Linked DNA regions of Oryzias latipes: region 1 is linked to region 2. Evidence: chromatin contacts called from public Hi-C data. All regions are on one chromosome and are shown on one strand. The core of a region is the stretch at or near the end of the contact, and the rest is flanking DNA. Distances in the headings are between cores, read along the strand shown.

Region 1 (2,815 bases), core at 267-2,766, 150 kb before region 2:
AATCCTGAATTCTAGCAGGTTATTTCTAAACAAAGTGAGTAAGCTTTTACTTTTAACAGATTTCTTTGTTTTAAAAGCCTAAAAACGTTAAAGTTCCCCTCTGATCCCCTTTTGATCTATTTTCAAAGTGTTCCCTTGTTTTTTTTAAAATCATAAATAAAAAAAAACGTCTTTTGTTATCTAGGACATAGTTTCTGCAGAGCAGCAGTAGTTCATGTGAAGTTTACTTCTGAGTGACCACTGGCACAAAGCAGGCCTACCCTTTTCCCACCATCCCTTTTGTTTACACTCTCTCCCACTGGCTTACAGCCCCTCACAACCCCATCCTAACATTTTCAGTCCAACAGAAATGCAGAGCACTATTGCAGCCGTGCAGTTTTTGTACCAGATTCCAGCTCAGACAAGGAGAACAAAGACGTGCATGGATCTATTTGTCTTCAAGTGGATGCTTTAGAATGGAGCAGAAGTATGTGAGCTTGTGGCTTGCTGTCATAGGCCCTACGTCACACCTACAAGCTTTTTACAACTGCATTTTTGTTTGCTCCTGATACACAATGATTTGAATAAAGAAATACTCAGAAATGCAATTTTAAGCTTACATCTTCCGTCAGGAGAAAAATGCTGTTGAACATGTTAAAAACACTTTTTTTTTTTTTTGGAGTGGTTGTTTAAACTGTTGGAAAAACAGTTTATTTCTTTTGGAATTGGTGTCACATTAGGAACATGCATGTGTGGAATGAGGAGCAGGGCTGTTCCCTTCAAATCATATGTGAAAACTTGTCTGGCAGTGCCATCCCACACATGCATGTTCATTTTAAATGCTGCCCTATGGAAAAAGAAAATCTACAACAGTTTAAGGATTATTGTAAAGGTGATCTACATAAAACAAACTTTACTTTTGGTGCATTTTACTACACAGGAATTAGATGGCATCCTATAAAATCTTTGGAAGACACATGGAGCTATGATGTAACCTCACAGAAGGCCAAACATCTGGGAGGTCATCTGACAGGCCTCCAGAGTTTTGTACCTATCCATGATGACGCCATGCGGAATGATGACGCAGTCCAAGTCTCCGTAGTAGTGCGCTGGGTAGCTGAAGAGGTCCAGGCTGTAACCTGGCCAGTCGTCGTGAATCTGAGAGGAAACGCAGCAGAAAGCATTAGATCTTCAGTCTGCATCTTTGCAAGTTTACTGTATTTTTAGTTTTTTAAAGGTGCAAACTTCTACAGTCTACACGTGGCGCCACCCCCTGCAAAACTGCGCAAACGCGTTCATTCACTTCTTCGTTTCCTCTCGTTAAATTACCACAATGCCCTCGCTTTTGCTCTCGGCCCGGACAGAAACTTCAGCCATTTTGAAGAAGAAGAAAAAAAACCCGCTCTCGTTTCAACCAAAGTGCTGCGAGTCTGTGCGGAGGGGTTTGACCTGGTCGGGAGGAGGATCTGCGCGGGGGAATGTGGAGCACTATTGTGAAACCATCCGGGAGTCCCTGCCCCTCTGCAGTGTCACATGCGGCCACCAGGGGCGCTGTGACACCACAATTCCTCAGAATGGAGCGGCCGAGTCAAGAGAACACGCTTTCTTATCTTAACACAATAAAAACATTTCTTTCTTAAAAGACCCCAAAAACAAACAGTTACTGCACTAAATTCTTATCACCTAATTTTTAAAATGTGCCCCTGTTATTATTATTTGAATGCCATGTTAACATTGTTTTCATCATGTCTGCAAACAGTTTTTTTTCAATCTGCTTCTTAATTTTTTAGTATTTAATATTAATTTAAACACGTAAAAGAATCTGTTGTTTTTAAACAAATACAACTATAGAATCATCTTTGAGCAGGTTTGATGCTCTTAATTTGACATAAGTCTTCAAAATTCTTCCCTAATATTGGAAATTTTGAATATAAAATTCTATCTATCTATCTATATAGATTCAATATAGATAGATAGACTTTACTCATCCCACAATGGGGAAATTCTCTTATCTTCAGCAGCAAAAAAAAGACATTCAGGAATTCAAACAACCAAAAAAAGGTGGTGTTCACAGAGGATAGTGACCTTCAGAAAAAATATATATATATATATATATATATATTTATATATTTATATTTATATATGTTGTCCCTTCTTTTTACTTTTTAGTAGGATTTACACTTGTATGTAAACTAAAAATATTTACATCAGCATGTAAAAAGAAGGACTATACAAAAATGTTCCCGTTGTACAGAAGATGTAAAATAGTACATTTATGCTTTATTGCCTAGATCTAAATAAATCTTAAAAATTAATTCAAATCTGGCTCCTTAAGTAAAAATAATTGTGTATTTCTTCAGACAAGGCAAGGCAAGTTTATTTGTATAGCACAATTCATACCCAAAGTAATTCAAGGTGATTCACAAAACAGAAAAATACATTAATATCACAATACATCATAGAAATCATCAACGTAAAATTTACTTTAAAAGAAAAGAAAAAAAAATAGAAAATTGATTTAAAAAGAGAGGAAGGAAATGAAAGAAAAGTGCAGATAGGACCTTTCAGTCATATACACGGCTAAACAGAAATGTTTTAAGTCTAGATTTGAACATGAACACAGAAGAGGCCTGTCTTACGACTTCAGGGAGGCTGTTCCAGATTTTAGCTGCAGAATATTGAAACGCTGATTCCCCTTGTTTAGTTCTGACTCTGGGAATCAACAGGAGGCCGGTCCCTGAGGTCCTCAGAGTACGAGATGGTTCATATGGCACTAACATGTCAGAGATGTCAGGACTCGAGCAGCAGCATTCTGGATGTACTGAAGCTGTTTTAC
Region 2 (2,830 bases), core at 150-2,649:
CCGGAGCCTCTATGTCAGGGCTGGAGGCTCTGGATGATCCAGGAGACGATGTGGGGCTCAGCTGCACGGCTGTTGTGTCTTGCAGGGTGTGCTCGCTGGTCTCTATTTCAAACGCCGCCCCACCGGCCAGCCCGCTGCGTCCGATCAACCCTGTGCCCCTGCTGTTCACGTTTGACCCCCGGGAGCTGTGGGGCGGAGGGAGACGGCTGCACACGCAGCAGGCGCCAAAAAAGGAGAAGGCCACGAGCAGCAGGACGGGTCCAATGATGATCGGGGGGTTGGCAGAAGGCACCAGTGTGGTGAAGGCGAAAGCTCCCACCAAGGTGATGTTGAGTCCTGCCAGCATGATGCAGAGTCCACAAGCACAGCAGAGCGCCGGAGATGGCAGACCGTGGGGGCGGGACTTCTTCTTCTTCTTCTGGGACCCCTTTTCCGGCACAGGGGTGCCATTATTTCTTTCAGTGATGATCATGGCTTCACTTCCAGGCCCTCTGTCTTCAAACATCTGTCTCTTTCAACAGACATCAAAACAAAGTGGTCATTACTAGAACAAATACAGTTCAGTTTACAATTTCATTGATTTTTGATGTGGCACTGAGGGGGGGAGGGACCCATTTCTGAGCCCCTACCTCAACATATTGAAATTAAATCTGAACATTCCTGATAAGAATGTGTTTTATTCTGTTTTCTTAAGTTCAATGATTTCACATTTGCGTTAAAATGTCATTTTAATAAAATCCCTTCATGAGGAAACGTAAAATTTGGACTTCTAAATCCAACATAGGGAACTTGTAGGTCTGAAAATGGATCCTGGACTGATCTGTTGCATTTCTGGCAGAACGTGAGTCTCACCCTTTGCGTCAACATGTTGAAGGTCTTTCCATTGTTGAAACGGCGGGTCGTTGCAGCGGTTCCGGTTCTATCTGGGGTTTGTCTTTGCTGACACCTTCAGAGACATCAACCCGAGGCTTTGCATCCCGATTTCCAGGCTCTTTTTCTGCGCTGAGGGGCACAAACCCCATTCAAATCAATGGCTCGGGCAGCGCGGTCGTAGAAGGACGAAGCAGCTGACGACAAAGAAAAGATCACTTAGGTGGAAGAGCATCTCCTTCGGGCCCCCCGACGTGGACCTGAGGAGGCGCGTGGAGCACCTGACGGGTCACCCCCGCAACGGAAATGAGGATCGAGCGTGGCACAGTGGCGTCTCTCCAGGAGTCGGTGTTTCGTCGTCCTATTTCATCAGATGTGATGTGATGCGCAGAGCAGAAAGACAGAGCCTCCTCCTCCTCCTGCTTTTCCTCCTCCTGCGTGGACCCCAGGAGGCGACGCTCCAGTCTCCTCGTCAGTGATCAATCAAATAGCAGCGTGTCTGTGTTCGTGCGCGCAGGGGCGCGCGGCGCATTTGTCGCTGGGGTGGCCCCTTGAGGGCGGGGGGGGGGGGGGGGGGGGGCATTCCCAGCACATTTTTTTATTATAAATTAAATTACTAAACACCTGTAAAATGTTTTGTAAGCCAAATACTACGGTGGCTCTGAAGTCCAAATCACAACAACAAATCCCTCCACGCTGAAGCATTTGAAAACGATCACAATGGCTGTGTCCGAATTCCTGCCCTACTCCCTATCTAGTAAAAAACTATATGGTGTGGGGCTATGCAGTGCCCTCAATTTCAAAAGCAATTGGGACACCATGCTCACTACTTTCATCAAATTCACAAAGTGAAAATCTAACTGATACGAACGTTTTACGACAACCATCTATGAATCCACTGTGGTCTGAAGATGAAACGTTGATATTTTATCTAAAAAATACATTAAATTGCATTTTCTTTACAAAAATTGTTCAAACACAATTCATTGTTGTCTATATTCACCAGTCTAGTGATTATCGATGCCCACTTATTTCTTTCGCAGAGACTTATGGAAAATTTCTAGCGCACCCGATTTTGGAATTGTGAATTCGGACAGCACCAGGAAATGGAGGAAAATAGGAATGGGAATGGAATGGAAACAAGTTTATTTCGAATGTAAAAAAAACCACACATAAAAAAAAAGAGAAAATAAAGAAATCGTTCACACTCGTGAAAAAAAAAACTGTGTAGTGAGTAGTGAAGAAATTCGGACTCAACTGATGACAATTAAAAGGCAAAACAATTAATAAAAAATAGGGAAAAAAAATGTATAAATATATATATATAAATAATATGCTCAATATGCATATCAGGAACCCTAACACAATTCCAAATAAAAATTTATAACAAATTAACAAATGTAATTACCCGAATTCTTATAGAAATGTTAAAAAATGAAACACAATAAAAACTAAAAAAGGTATGGGACATTGCTGATTGGATGATAACTATTGAATATGTTCAAATGTGTCTTTAATGTCCGCTTGCTAATAAACGTTTTATGATTATTTCGGTGCATATCCAGTATCGCCTCGTGTCTAAATAAATTTCTGTTAAAATGGTGGACAAACTTAATCATCCAATCAACGATGTCCCATACCTTTATTGGTATCGCATTGAGTTTTATTTTTTAACATTTTATTTTGATTTTTGGAAATTACTTTTGTTTTCCCAAAAGTTTGTTCATTCTTTTTTTTATGGAAACATTACAGATAAAATCCATACTAATCATAAAACCTTTGCTAGATTTGAAAAAATCCCAACGTCAATAATCAAACGTCAGCGGCTCAGGTGGTTGAGCGGGTCGACCTATGATTGTGATTGAATGGTTGGCGATTTGAATCCCATGTCCCCTCAGTCAACTGTTGTTGTCCTTGGGCAAGACACTTCACCCTCCCCTCCTGCGTAGCTCCACTGATG

The links. A called contact is a pair of places that touch in the nucleus more often than the background predicts.
Region 1: a Hi-C map of embryo shows a contact between it and region 2, with 2.2 times the contacts expected there. The contact joins the promoter of LOC101160352 here to the promoter of LOC105356252 in region 2. A contact is called at or near these places in 3 of 5 Hi-C or Micro-C datasets (embryo and fibroblasts).

Annotation. Positions count from the first base shown.
Region 1 is chr17:25,189,527-25,192,341 of ASM223467v1, reverse strand. It overlaps LOC101160352 (phosphoribosyltransferase domain-containing protein 1), which reads right to left and starts at 1,516. Exons shown (of 9, transcript XM_004079262.3): 1 at 1,309-1,516; 2 at 1,031-1,137. The coding sequence starts at 1,356.
Region 2 is chr17:25,038,007-25,040,836 of ASM223467v1, reverse strand. It overlaps LOC105356252, which reads right to left and starts at 1,399. Exons shown (of 2, transcript XM_023965403.1): 1 at 853-1,399; 2 at 1-505. The coding sequence starts at 867.